4 separate regions of the Mus musculus genome follow, and all the other regions are linked to region 1. A link is a contact called in public HiCAR-type and promoter capture Hi-C data. All regions are on one chromosome and are shown on one strand. The core of a region is the stretch at or near the end of the contact, and the rest is flanking DNA. Distances in the headings are between cores, read along the strand shown.

Evidence for each region. HiCAR-type assays count read pairs that join an accessible place to other places. Capture Hi-C pulls out chosen DNA fragments and counts their contacts.
Region 2: a contact with region 1 is called in a HiCAR-type map of astrocytes, with 4 times the contacts expected there. The contact joins the promoter of Lzts3 here to the promoter of Polr1b in region 1. A contact is called at or near these places in 1 of 39 promoter capture datasets (liver) and 1 of 115 datasets of contacts at active chromatin or transcription factors (astrocytes).
Region 3: a contact with region 1 is called in a promoter capture Hi-C map of liver, with 3 times the contacts expected there. The contact joins the promoter of Zfp661 here to the promoter of Polr1b in region 1. A contact is called at or near these places in 2 of 9 other capture datasets (liver and macrophages).
Region 4: a promoter capture Hi-C map of liver shows a contact between it and region 1, with 3 times the contacts expected there. The contact joins the promoter of Nop56 here to the promoter of Polr1b in region 1. A contact is called at or near these places in 1 of 39 promoter capture datasets (liver), 2 of 115 datasets of contacts at active chromatin or transcription factors (astrocytes and embryonic stem cells) and 1 of 9 other capture datasets (liver).

What each region holds. Positions count from the first base shown.
Region 1 is chr2:129,099,271-129,102,874 of GRCm38.p6, forward strand. Polr1b (polymerase (RNA) I polypeptide B) reads left to right here and starts at 1,726. Exons shown (of 15, transcript NM_009086.2): 1 at 1,726-1,993. The coding sequence starts at 1,817. Gm46764 (predicted gene, 46764) reads right to left here and starts at 1,673. Exons shown (of 3, transcript NR_168333.1): 1 at 1,564-1,673.
Region 2 is chr2:130,641,309-130,644,912 of GRCm38.p6, forward strand. It overlaps Lzts3 (leucine zipper, putative tumor suppressor family member 3), which reads right to left and starts at 1,536. Exons shown (of 5, transcript NM_197945.4): 1 at 1,413-1,536. All of the region lies in intron 2 of Gm52563 (a long non-coding RNA gene), which reads left to right.
Region 3 is chr2:127,582,604-127,586,207 of GRCm38.p6, forward strand. It overlaps Zfp661 (zinc finger protein 661), which reads right to left and starts at 2,074. Exons shown (of 5, transcript NM_001111029.1): 1 at 2,027-2,074.
Region 4 is chr2:130,272,534-130,276,137 of GRCm38.p6, forward strand. Nop56 (NOP56 ribonucleoprotein) reads left to right here and starts at 1,879. Exons shown (of 12, transcript NM_024193.2): 1 at 1,879-1,943; 2 at 2,101-2,190; 3 at 2,499-2,613; 4 at 3,130-3,291; 5 at 3,443-3,604. The coding sequence starts at 1,941. It overlaps Snord110 (small nucleolar RNA, C/D box 110), which reads left to right and starts at 2,982; the gene lies at 2,982-3,040.

The sequences.
Region 1 (3,604 bases), core at 476-2,975:
TACAACATGAAAACACAGAAAGCATCTAAAAGCTCAACAATTCTCAGAAAGGGATTGATTCCCTTCACGTTTTTCAGAGGAAATATGCCATCAACCCTTAAACACATGAAATGATATTTGACACTATTATCCTCTAGGCCCTGGAGTCTAGGAAAATGCTAACCAGGGCTCACAAAAGATACCATTGTGCAAATAATAAGATTGCTATAATCAGAAGATAGTACCAGGTACTAGTAATGATGTTGCTAAGGGGAAATGTGAAGTTGTACAGCTCACTTTAATAGTTTCACAGGGCTTCAGAAAGGTAAACATAGGTAATATGACACAGAAACGTGGTTCTTAGCTCTGATACCTAAGGGAATTGAAAACACACACATAGAAAAATGGATATTTGTAAAAGCCAAACACTAGAAACAGCACGAATTCTGACACTATCCAACCACCTTCCTACCTCTTGCTCTTGATTGCCCAGAAGCAGGCTGGGGTGGCTTCCTTTCTTCTGGGTAGCATGGCCTGGTTACTGCTTGCCGTCCTGCTGATGTGCTTCATGCATTAAGAGTTGAGTAGACATAAGCACAGCCCACAGAATCAATTAAGCAGGGCTCAGAGGGGCTCACAGAGACTGAAGAGACAGTCCTGGAGCCTGTGTGGCTCTGAGCTAGGTCCTCGGCATTCATGTTATGGATGTATAGCTTGGTGCTCTTGGGGGACTTCTGGCAGTAGGAGCAGGGGCTGTCTTGGACTCTCTTGCCTGCTCTTGGGACCCCTTTTCTTCTATTGATTTGCTTTGTCCAGACTTGATATGAGGGATTGTGCCTAGTGTTATTGTAACCTGTTATGCCATGTTCAGTTGATATACCAGGGAGGCCTGCTCTTTTCTGAAGGGAAATAGAGGAGGAGTGGATCTGGAGGAGAAGGGGGGTGGGGAGGAAGATTGGGAGGAGTGGAGAGAGGGGAAACTGCAGTTGGAATGCAATGTATGAGAAAAACTAAACAAAAAAACAAAGACTTGAGAAAGAGGGGGCTGGGGGTGACACATGCCTTTAACCCAGCACTCAGGCAAAGACAATGGACCTCTGTGAGTTCCAGGCCAGCCTGGTCTAGGACAGCCAGGACTACATAGAGACCCTGACTCAAAAAACAAAGAAACAAAAATAAATAAATAAATATTATTTTAATAAACAGACAAGTTGAGAAGAAATGACAGGTTGGTGCCCCACACCTCCATTTTAGTTGAAGCCAAGAATCCAGAGTCTCCTGAGGTCTGCATCAGGGTGCAATAGGAAAACTCCAGAATGGGACAGAAGGGAACCTTTAAAGATACGTCTTGTATCAGGTCCTAATTAACGAATTAAGCTAATATGGGTCACAGAGGTCACACACTAAAGTGGAGCAGGATTTAGTATGGTTTGCAGGTTACAAAACAGCGAAGCCTCTTTCTCTCTCTCCACCCCCACCCCCACCCCCACCCCCACCCCGGTGTTTCAAGACAGCTCTGTGTAACTACTCTGAATGACTTGGAACTCTCTTTGTAGACCAGACTGGTCTCGAACTCACAGATACCTGACCTCCTGATTGCTGGGATTAAAGGCGTGTCTTCATGTCTGCGCGTAGTTTTAACCGGTCTAATCACGCCATGGTGTAAGTTTCCAGTCGACTCTGAGAAAAGAAAGGACCAGTGTGGGGCGGGCCGAACAAGAGGAACTACATTTCCCAGAAGGCCACGGGGTAGGGTGGCTGTGGGGTTGGTCCGGCCATTCCAGCCAGCCACGAGTAGCGTCCTAGCTCCGGTCTCCCGTCCGGGACTGGCAGAAGCATGGATGTCGACGGCCGGTGGCGGAACCTGCCCAGCGGGCCCAGCCTAAAGCATTTAACCGACCCCTCGTACGGGATTCCCCCAGAGCAGCAAAAGGCAGCTTTGCAGGACCTGACGCGGGCGCACGTGGACTCCTTCAACTACGCGGCGCTGGAGGGGCTGAGCCACGCGGTGCAGGTGAGTGCCGTGCACTGCGCTCCAGAGCTCTACCCTTGGCCTGGGGGGTCCTGGAGCGTCCCTGCGGTTGGGAGAAGTGGCCGGGGGGTGGGGGGGTGAGGGGTGCCTACAGTATGACCACAAATAGGGACGTGAACTCACCCTGCATTGCTTTGGGTAGTTCAGAGAAAAAAAGCAACTCATAAGCCTAGTGGTGTAGGGAAACTTGTATTTGTGACTCCTGGATTTATATATGAGTACGAGTCTGGTTTGGGGCGAACCATTTCTGGGTACTGTGAGATGAGAGTGAGGAAGTGATCTTTTTGGAACTGTGTTTTCCACCATTCCCAGCACTCGCGCCTTTTCACACCTGGAGTCTTACGTTCTAAAACTACCTCACAAGGTTCCAAGCTGATCAGACAGACTGCAGCAAGCACATCCTTCAGTTTGCTTCCCTTAAAGTTTTCTTTTTGGGGCGGGAGAATGGAGACGGTTCGAGATAAGGTTTCTCTGTGTAGCGTTTGCTGCCCTGGAGCTCCGTGGACCAAGGCTGGCCTCGAACTCAGAGATCTGCCTGCCTCTGCCTCCCGAGCACTGGGATTAACAGTGTGTGCCACCATCGCCCGCTTGCTTGCTTGCTTGCTTTCTTTCTTTCTTTCTTTCTTTCTTTCTTTCTTTTTTTTTTTTTTTTCTTTCGAGACAGGGTTTCTCTGTATAGCCCTGGCTGTCCTGGAACTCACTGTGTAGACCAGGCTGGCCTCGAACTCAGAAATCCGCCTGCCTCTGCCTCCCGAGTGCTGGGATTAAAGGCGTTCGCTGCCCGCTTTCTTTCTCTTTAAGAATTTGCAAGAGGAAAACTTGCCACCTGTTCTGAGTTGGTCATGTTGAGGAAGATAAAAAGTCCAGGGGAATCATTGTAACAGTGGTAGCAGAGTAAGGACGGGGAAGGTCTCTTTTTGTTGGCATCTTTAGTTTTTCCTGGCACGGCACTCTGAGAGTAAGACACCTCTCAGGTGTAATTGCTCCTCACTTTGGATGTTGGTTGTGTAACGGTAGCAGGCACCAGCAAGCAGTCAGTGCCATATTCTTTGAGAACTGCTCTAAGATGTGGCGCTTTCTGAGTCAGGAGTACAAGGGAAATGCTGCGACTAATCCAGGTGTTTAGAAAGCTCTGCATTAGATAAGGCTAAGGGAAGAAGATGGTGCCCTCCCTCAGGAGGCAGGGTAGGTTCAGGGAGAGAAATATGTAGTAGACAGTACCCTGAGCTTTCGTTACCAAACAACTGTATTGTGAGAACAAAGGATGGGGATATGTTGGAGAGCTTTGACTGCCAGACTGAGACTTGACAATATGGAAGCCATTTAGAACTCTTCGAACTGCCAGGCTTCAGTGTGAGGGAATAAAATATACAAAGCTGAGCTTTTAGATGAGAAGAGTTTCCCTATACTTGCCCCTGAAAAGCAGAGAAGGTAGATGCTTAGCTCAGCCTTTTCTGTGTCCGTAGAACCTACTGCAAATCAAATACATAGCGCACCATCCAAAAAGTTAAATAGTTGGCCAAGTTACCAGTTGGTTGTAACTTTAGTTGTCCCTTTTGGATTTGTTGCATTGGTGTGGTAGATGTCAGTGAG
Region 2 (3,604 bases), core at 286-2,785, 1.5 Mb after region 1:
TTCCCTGGCAAGTAGGAACTGAGGGGAGAGGAGGGGCTGAGAGCCCTCTTTAGGACTTGAGGCTTGAGGAGGACTGCCCTAGGTGACAGTGTGATCTGCAAGGGCAGTTGAACCGCATCACTCTGGGATGATAGCCTGTTGCCTGAGCCTGCCTCCATTTCTGTTCTATCAACCCTCAGTGCCTGTGACATTACAATACTAGCAGTCAGAGGGGCCAAATGGACTCTGGCTAAACCCTTCCCCGAGCAGGGTCAAGGGCCTTAGAATTCCTGCAGCATCAGCTCCAGGTGTAAATCACAGCTCAGCTACGAAACCTCAAGCAGACTCAAATTCTCACACCTACCTTACAGCGATTTTTTAAAAAGGAAACGGATTATGTGTAAAATCCATGGTATTCTTTTTGGCACCCACAACCAAGTAGAGTTTGTAGCAGAGTCTCTAAGGCCTCTCTTGATATCCACCCTGTATTTCTCCTGAAAGCAGCTCTTCACTCCACACATGACCTCTTCTCAGCTCTCTGCCCAGCCTACATTCTTCTGGAACCAGTCCAAATACTCCTCAGCATCCTTGGTACCCAAGAGGTCTTGGAGCACTTAGCTCAGGATGACCCAGGGAGATTTCACTGTGAGCCTTCCCCATTGGAAGCCTGTGTTACCCCAGGGGTCTCTGGACCCCCCCCCCCCGGCATCATGAAAATGCAAGGCCAATACTTGTGGGGATGTTGGTTATGAGCAATGTCAATAGGAAATGAATGCAGACATAGAAACAAGGAAAAGCTTCCAGGAAGGATTAAGGGAAGGGATTCAGGGAGCAGAACTTCTTGGTTGGGATGTGTGAGGGGAGATTCATCTTCCCTTGGAAATGTGGGCACCTGCAGGGGAAGAGGCCCATCCCCTAGATCCTGACTCTGATGAAGCCAGTGCTTCAGTGCTGAAGGTACTGACAGCACACCCCCACCCACCCGCTCACACAGGAGCCTGCCTCAGCTGTGCATGTGTGTGTCAGAGTGTGTGGGGGGGGAGGGGGAGGGTCGCCATTCACTAGCACATAGACCCCAGCCACAAAATCTCTGCAAAGGTGCCACAGAGGTCTCCGCGGTTGGAGAAATTCCACCCATACCTCCCTCGGTTCTCCACCAACGCGCGTGGCCCCCGGGGGGGGGCGGGGTGCAGAGAGAAGAGGTGACATAATCCGGGCCGCACCCCCTCCGGCCGCCACCCCCCCCTCCCCGCGCGCCGGTTGAAGCGTCCATGACATCATCGGCCTCATCCCCCCCCAGCTCCCCGGTACCCTAGCAGCGGGACGCGCCCCCTCCCCAGCTTCCCACCGGCCAGAAGCAGCGAGCGATGCAGCGGGCATGGTGACCTGAGGGAGAACCTGGAGGGGCACCCCGGCAGGCCTGTATCACTTACTCACTGCCTCAGAGTCCGGCGCAGAGGCTCAGACACCGGCGCTAGCTGTCCCGCTCTCTGGCGCAGCCCGAAGCCCGCCCCACAGGGCGCGCGGCGCGGCCGGGCTCTGCTCTTGGCCCCTCCCGCCCCGCGCCCGGCCCGCCCACCAGCGGCTGCGGCAAACGCGGGCCCGCCCTCCGGCCACGCCCCCGGGACCCGCCAATCCTGGACGGGGGTGGGACTCGGTGCCTTAACCCCTTTGGTCGCTGAGCGCCGGCCCGCCTGCCCAAAAGGCTGGGTGGCAGATACTCGGCCTCAGTCCGTTAGCCACTGTACCAAATTCTTGGGGTCAATCCCCAATTTCTGTCCTACCAGAAATCCAGCAAATTCCTACTCTCTTTGAACCCCGTATCTGGGTGTATGAGCCCTTTGGTTTATGGACAACCTTGTTTGGACTCTAGATTCAACTCCTGCACCAGCTATTCCCTGTGCAGCAGATGTCCTAAATCCTTCAAATATGGGACTGGACAGATGGCTTAGTGGTCAAGGGCACTGGCTGCTCTTCCATAGAACCTGGGTTTAATTCGCAGCACCCACATGATAACTAGTTACAAGGGATTGGACACCTTCTGGCCTCTGCAGGTGCTGCACAAACATATGGTCGAAACAACCATACACTGAATTAAAAAATAATTAAGGGGGGGGAAAAAAACCAAAAAACCCTGAAGAGCCTTCAAACCTACAAGATGCGGGGGTGTGAAGGCACCTGTGACTATGATCTAGGTGGAGGCAAGAGCCAATAAATTGACCAATTTAAAACTTGACGCTACAGGAAATTTGTATTTTATACCTTGTGCCCCGTGCCTGCTGTAAAACTAACAAACCCCATCCTAAAAAGAGATTGAGTAAAGACTTTATCTTTGACTCAGATCAACACCTTGGCAAGTGCAGGTGGCATACACTAAAGGGGTTGCCAGCTGCCCAGGAAAACTTCCTAAAGGAAGCACTCAGCCTTCAACTATGCCCTTGGTCTGATCAGTATGAGGAAGCAAGCTAGGCCCAGGCTTCCGCCTTAGCAAAAGGCTGTAGGTTGTGATTGTGATAACTGATGAGTTTAGCCATCCTATGACATAGGACTATGTCATAGATTTTAATTTTTTTTGCCTTTTTAAACAATTGTTTTTATTTCCTATAGTGAATTTAATGAATTCCTGTTTTCAGTTCTAATGATTGCTTTTAAATGTATTAAGTAAATGCCTTTAATCCCAGAACTTGAGAGACAGAGGCAGGGTCTCTGAGACCGATTCTAACCTGGTCTACAGATCGAGTTCCAAGACAGCCAGGGCTACATAGAGAAAAACACTGTCTCAAAAAACCAAAACCAAAACCCAAAACCCAAACCAAACCAAACCAAAAAACCAAAAAGCCAACCAACCAAAAAAACCAATCAACCAATCCAAATAAGGAAGTATATTAAATAAACTAAGATCTTATTGTCATTAGCCAATGACAGATCATTTATATATTCTACAACTCTGTGAACTGAGTGTCATGGAAATGTGATGATCCTCATGGTTTGTGGCCACCATATTACAAGATATTCATTTAGGTCAGAGAGGTAACGTGTCATCCTTGTTTTAAGCAGATGAGTCCAGCTTTGCTACCCCTTTCAGTGAGAAGAGGATGAGAAGAGAACAGAATATGGGAAGAATCCCCAGGAGACATTTTCTTTTCCTCCTCCTCCTCCTCCTCCTCCTCCTCCTCCTCCTCCTCCTCCTCCTCCTCCTCTTTTTCCCTGAGGCAGGGTCTCTCTATAGAGGCATGGCTGTATGGGAACTCACCATCTAGACCAGGCCTCAAATTCAGAGACACCTGACGGCCTCTGCCTACCAAGTACTGGGGTTAGAGGTCTGTGCTACCAGGCAAGAGAAAGTTTTGATTGGCCCACAACAACATGTATTTCGAGACGTTATTGTGAGGGATTTTGTTTGTTTGGTTGGTTGGTTTTTTTCTCTGTATAGCTCTGGCTATCCTAGAACTCACTCTGTAGACCAGGCTGGCCTCGAACTCAGAAATCCACCTGCCTCTGCCTCCCAAGTGCTGGGATTAAAGGCGTGCACCACTACCGCTCGGCTGTTTGTTTTTTAAGACTGGGTCTCACTAGGTAGCTCTGGCTGTCTGGCTGGCCTGGAATTCCCTATGTATTCACCATG
Region 3 (3,604 bases), core at 824-3,323, 1.5 Mb before region 1:
TGGAGCTCACCGGTGCTTCCCGAGGAGAGAAGTGAGCTCCGGTTGCAGCTTTACTTATTCTTGGATTTCCAGAAGACTCTTACCCTCTTCAACCTCCCTTTGCTTAAGTTAGCTAACTGGATCTCACTCTCTCACAATGAAGAGTCTAACTAAAGACTGATGGGGTGTGGCGGTGTGTGCTTGCAATCTCAGCACTGCCTTAGCCCAGGCCGGAAGAGGTCAAGGGAGAAATGCAGCAGCTTTCTCTGCACATCTGGGACCTACAGTTTTGATGTGTGTGTGTGTGTGTGTGTGTGTGTGTGTGTGTGTGCTCGAAACTTCACAGGCTGGGAGGACCTGGAGTCTTGAATAGATAGAGGCAGATCGTTATCACATCAAGAACTACTACTGAAATTAGATAGGAGAAAGTCACTTGTGAGCAACACCGTAGAGAACATGAAACCGGAGAAACCAGCAGAGGTCAGAGTACATCAAAAGGTGCTTTGGGCAAGGGGTGATTTCAGCATAGCTGTGTCCTCATTAGTTAAGTTCTTTAGGAAGATCACTGGGACAAGTAGCAAGAGCCTTCAAACACAGACATTCTTAGGTTGGCCAATTCTCTTCGAGAATTTATTTAAGAAGTATAAGAGAATAGTTACAACGGCTTTAATTAACCATCACTAACACGTTATCTTTATTGAAAGTTATCTGCCAGCCAGCTTCCTAAGCACATTACACATATCCTATTTAATCTTTAGGTAATGCAACCAAAATCTGGACTCTCCTAAGCATCTATGACAGACAACTTGATTAAATAATCTATTGTCCAGCGGCTAGACACACTTGGAGCACTACGGAACTCCACCATAACTAGCGTTGAGTGCTTGCTCTCATGAGGCACTATGCTGAGTGCTTTCTATAAAGATAATTTAGTTCCATCGTCATACATCAATAAGAGAGGCACTATTTCACAGCAATTAAGAGAGTCAGGCTTTGTAAAAGGCTGAGGTGGAACTGGGAAAAGTCTGCCTGGAAGCTTTTAATTCTGTTATAATTTACTTTCATTGAAAGATAGCCATAAAGTTAAGCAGATCTTTACCTGCAACACATCCCAGCATCCCGGGAAGCTTGATTCGCGTGACTGAAATTTCACGGAAAACAGAACTATGGTGATATACACCCGTAATGCTAGCACTTGGAAGGCTAAGGCTTAACACAACGCCAGGTTAAGCTACAAAATAAGATCGTATCTCAAATGTAAAAAGAACACTAGGGAAAAGATCACTAGTAAATTGCCAACAACTTCAATGGAGTAACAGACAACTGGCCATCCCACGGACTTCTAGACATCTGACACTTACTGGTGGTTGGAACGAAGTTGTGCTAGTTCGATTTAACGGTGGTCAGAATGTCAACCTCTAGAATTGTTTCTCAAAATTTTGTTTATGTTGACCTCATTTGAGACGCACAAAATATCGTGCTTGGTGGGTCTTACTCTGATACTGTGGGTCTTGTCTGGCCGCAGTATAGTCCCTTCACCCTTATTTCCCACTATTCCTTAACAGTGCACTCCAGTCAATATCATCTTAAAATTGCCTAAAGCCATTTGCGATTTCCTTTGGGGTTTTCTTCACCTCAAATCCGGTATCGTCCAGGAACACCCTATGCTCACACCAGGACATTCCGGTGCAGGCTCAGGGCGAGAAGCTGAAGCAAAGGGAGACGTTTTCTAGGGGACTTGGGAGAGAATGGAGTGGATGCTCCCAGATTTAGCGTCGGTACCATCCACATCCACGTAGCACCCATCATGGAAAGAAGGAACGAAAGGAAGACCGGGATCTCCAACTTGAAAGTACAGGATTCTGACACACAGTGGACATACCCTACGAGGACACTGTCCCCACGGAACCGACACACACCAGAAGGGAAGACTCTCTGTCCACACAGGCCACGCCCACTAACCCTCCCCCAAGTGCCCAGTGTCCCCGTGTCTCCTCCGCCACCGCGTCCACTCGGCTTCTTGAACACCTAGACCCGCAACCCTCACCTTTGGCAAGAGTACTGGGAACCTGCGAACACTCACCGCCTCGTGTCGGGAAGGCAGTGCGCCTGCGCGAAGATCTTCGGCCTCTGAGCTCCAATCATAGTGTTGCCTTTGCATGAACTACACTTCCCAGAAGCATCAATAGCCGGCGCGCCGTGAGATGACGGGTAAAATCCTGCACAAGGTTGCACTCCAGGTCTGTGGTGCTGAAACGGATAGGACCAGGCTCTGACCCTAAACAGCACAAGTTCGATTTCTAGTTCGTTTCCGGTTTGCCAGTGTACCTATTTTTTCTGAAAGCCAGGGTTCCCGTTCTTTCAGTAGACTATCCCAGATGCATGAGCCCAGAAACATACCTGTCGCAGTCTTCCATCAAGAATTCGTGGTGTAGGTTTAATCCCAGATTTGGTAGCATGTCGGAGAATTTACACCCAACTCTGTAGCTGTAATCCTGAATGAGGGTGACCTTCTACCTACTGCTTCAGAGGATACCAGCCAAACAACAGACTTTAAACGTTGTAGCTCAGTCCATTCCCCACCCCACCCCCCTCTCTCTGTGTCCTGAACTCACTATGTAAACCAGGATGGCTTCAAACTTGGAGATCCACCTGTCTCTGCCTCCAAAGACCTGGGCTTTAAGGTGTGCATCACCCCACCTGGCCTCTTTGTATCTCAAAAGCTCAAAAAGGCTACAAAACTTCAAAAAGGAAGCAAAACTTCTAGGGAAAATTCTCAATTTGTGAGGCAAAAAAAAAAAAAAAAAAAAAAAAAAAAAAGGCAACCTTCATTTGGTACTATGAGATCTGGATTTGCCCCCTCTCTGAACCAAAAGACAGGTTTTGGCTTTTCTGGAATTAACTGGATACTGCAGAATATGAATTACAATATTTAAAGAAATAGCCAGGCCAGTCATGAGAAATTAAATGAGGGTCCCAAGCCCATACCATTTGTAATTGAGGGATTAAGGAACACTCTTTTGATAGGCTTAAGAAAGCTCCAGCACTGGGACTTCCAAAGGGATGGGCTGTTTCAACTATACATTACCAAAAAGCAGGGCTGATACCCATTCTCATCTGGCCATTGGGTGGTCACAAATGGTCATACCATACCTGTCTGAACAACTGGATCCTGAAACCCAAGATGACCCCAGTATCTCCAGGGACTGACAATGACTCTTTGATCTCCCATTACTATCTGTACACCCTTCCTAAAACCTTGATCTCTTTGGCTATCAATTAAACCTCTCCAATATCAGTTTTTCTTAAATAGAACCTAGAATTGGTAAAGAAGTAAATTTTTCTACTGAGTAAATACCTACCTTCTGGATGTTACATGTTCATGCTGCTTTCTGGAAGGAAAGTGATTTGCTGAACTCCAAGAGCAGTCCCATCAAATATTGACCACAGGTTTTGTCTCTCGTGCATGGCATCCAGAAACTCTCCAGTGTTGCTATGTCGGCTACAGGGGGCACTAAATGGGTGGCTTGTCAGTAGAGGGAATAAATCATATCACTAGGCTGCCAAGGTCTCAGCACTGCTGTCTAATTTTTGTTGATCCCTTTCGCCTCTGTCAGTCTCATGG
Region 4 (3,604 bases), core at 629-3,128, 1.2 Mb after region 1:
AGACTCAATCTACCCGTGTCCGTTGGGCCATAGGCCTGGTTGTCAGGAGGCATGGATCATTATTGGCCTTTCTGGAGAACAACTACCACAGGTGATTGATTATAGGATACCAACACCTTTAATTTTCTTATTACTTTGTTCACAATGAGCAACCATAAACAAAACATGAATTTCTGCTTTAGAAATATTCAGGAAGCAGGGCGAAGGATAACTTGGAGACAAAACTCAACAATTTTACAAAAGTCTACTTTGGTAGGAAAGGTCTGTCTGAACGTAGGCAAGAGCAATTAATTTATCAAAGAAGCCTAGGGAAGGGAAGAAATGGTGTCTGATATCACAATCTACAGATCCCACTAGGTTCAGAACTATAAATATTGGAGGACTTTCTTTTTTTTTTTGAAACAGGGTCTTACCATGTAACCTTGATTAGCCTGGAGCTATCGATATATACCAAACTAGCCTTGAATTCACAGATGTCTGCCTCCAAAGTGCTGTGATTAAAGGTGCGTGTCACCATTCAACTCCTGGGGTGACATTTTAATGAAGTGGTGGAGGTGAGGAAGCCAAAGGAACATCTTGTTTTGCTTGTTTGTTTGTGCTGTGTCGCCTCATCTAATCACAAGCATTTATAGCTTACTTTTCTTGAAACAGAGTTTCACTGGGTAACCTTATCTGCCTTGGAATTTGCTATGTAGCCAGGCCTGTCTCTGCCTCCCAAATACCAGAATTAAAGGTGCGTTCCACCATGTCCTGCCAAGCGCTTGTAGCTTCCTAGTTGCAATACATACACATTTCTTTACTATCCAAGTCCACTTTATTATCCAAGCCAGCTCCATTACAGGCAATGTACAGCCAACTTACTCCATTATAGAGAAAGTACAGCCGACTTACTCCATGATAGACAATGTACAGCCGACTTACTCCATGATTCTTTTTTCTCGCATAAGGCATAGACTATTTAAGAGAGACTATTCAAGTTTGGGATTTATTTTCTCTCTCTATTAGATATTTTCTGAATTTACATTTCAAATGCTATCCCCAAAGCCCCCAATACCCTCCCTCCGCCCTGCTCCCCAACCCAATCACTCCCGCTTCCTGGCCCTGGCATTCCCCTGTACTGGGGCATATGATCTTAGCAATACCAAGGGCCTCTCCTCCCATTGATGGCCGACTAGGCCATCAAGTTTGGGATTTATAATCCTAACACTAAAGTAAAGTGTCTTTTTATTTTCTTTTTTAAAGCAAAGGTGATTTTAAATTATCCACCTTGGTGTGCCTAAAACTGGCACTGAAAAAAACAGGAACGCAGCTCCTTGGAAGAATTCTGGGCCTACGCGGCCATGAGCAACCACGTGGTGCCGAGCAGCGCTGGGTTCTATGAATCAGGGAAAGGAACAGAACTAGGAAGAGGTAAACCGCTCTTGTCTATGCCTCAGCCCGCACCAACAATTTTGTTAACAACAAAATGTAAAAGGAAGAGGCAGGCAGCAAGAAGACGCCATTTCTGCAGGGTCTGAGGCCGGGTCCCACGAGGACCCGGAATATCTGGGCAGCGGGAAACCTGCGAGGCTTATCAGGAAGCCTCATGTCCCCTCACCGAGTTCTGCCGCCCGGCACACGGGTGACAAAAGCACGAGGAACGAAGAAGGGTGGTCTCCAGGCCACTCTGCGGCCTGCCGGCAGGAGCGACACCATTCACTACAGACGCAGTACCGGCTCGCGCAGCCGCAGAGGCTGGGCTTGGCAGGCCCGCTCGCGCCCGTGGTAGTCCAACCCGCCCGACGGACGATACCACACCCGCGAACCCCCTCCGAAGACCTGACAATGGTTTCGTCCGCAGCCTCTGATTGGTCAAACCGGAGAAGGTGTGGTCTCCGCAGTCTGGTTCCGCGCGCCAGAGCGCGCTAGCCGCATTGCGAGCTGGGCACGGAGCAGGCGCCATGGTGAGGAGTGGTGGTGGGGTATTTGCGTAGTGAAGGCCTTAGCGTGCGTCTGGGTTTGCATTCGGGGTCGTGCTCCGGGTCTGAGCCAGGGCCTGCTCTAGCAGCGGCCCCGCGGACTGGGAAGTTTGACTGATGGCCGCGCGCCGGTTCTTTTCAGGTTCTGCTGCACGTGCTGTTCGAGCATGCGGTCGGCTACGCGCTGTTGGCGCTGAAGGAAGTGGAGGAGATCAGCCTGCTGCTGCCGCAGGTGGGTGAGCTCGGTGGGCTCGCGGAGCTGCAATGCAGCCCCTAAGGCCGCCAAACCCCAGCATGCACCGCGTGTTCCCACGTGGCCGACCGCACCGGGCCCGGCGGGGGGGGGGGGAGCTCTAGAATGAGGGGACTCTTTAACGCGAATCTATATAATTGGAAGCGGTCGGAGATAAACATCTCATTTCCATTTCTTGAGAATTAAGATTCGGGGCCCAGGCACCAATTGCTACAACAGCTGGTGCTTCTGCCTTACTGCGCTGTAGAAGCCAAATTCAAAGAAAGCCCATTCATCCTTCTCTCCAGGTGGAGGAATGTGTGCTTAACCTTGGCAAATTCCACAATGTCGTTCGTCTGGTGGCCTTCTGTCCCTTCTCTTCATCCCAGGTGGCCTTGGAAAATGCCAATGCTGTGTCTGAAGGTGAGTCGGTCCCTCCGGAACATGGGATTCTGGGTGGTTGATGTTCTTAGATGATTTTCTTCTAAGCTTGATACAGTCTAGGGATTATTTGAGACCTACAGGATGGCATTTTAAAACATTAATATGCAGGGGCTGAAGAGATGGCTCAGCGGTTAAGAGCGCGACTGCTCTTACAGAGGTCCTGAGTTCAAATCCCAGCAACCACATGGTGGCTCACAACCATCCCTAATGAGATCTGATGCCTTCTTCTGGGGTGTCTGAAGATAGCTACAGTGTACATATAATAAATAAATCTTGTAATTTAAAAAGCACTTAAATGCTTTACAATTGTGCTCCTGGACCTGTGGTAGAGCCAGGCTTTGCAATGATGACTTATATATCTGTCAATCCCCTGAGAGATCACTGACGACTCCATGTGTCTGAGCAATGCCTGCGGGGATGGGTGTTAACTAATCCGATTGGAGACAGTCTCCAATCTGCAATGTGTGGTTTAGAGCTGTTTTCTTTGTCCCAAAGGTGTTGTTCACGAGGACCTCCGCCTGCTCCTGGAGACATACCTGCCATCTAAAAAGAAGAAAGTACTTCTGGGGGTTGGAGACCCCAAGATTGGTGCTGCAATACAGGAAGAGTTGGGGTACAACTGCCAGACTGGTGGTGTGATAGCTGAGATCCTTCGAGGTAAGAGTCCTATTTCATTTATTCTGTCCACCACGTGGATGCAGTGCCCACAGAAGCCAGCAGGGGGCCTACGGGCCTGGTGATGTGATCTGCTGTGAGTGGTTACTTGGGTCCTGGAGGATCTATTCTTAAAGTCCCATCTTCTTTTTAGGAGTTCGTCTGCATTTCCATAATCTGGTGAAGGGTCTGACAGATCTTTCTGCTTGTAAGGCCCAGCTAGGGCTGGGACACAGCTACTCTCGTGCCAAAGTTAAATTTAATGTGAACCGAGTGGACAACATGATTATTCAGTCCATAAGCCTCCTGGACCAAC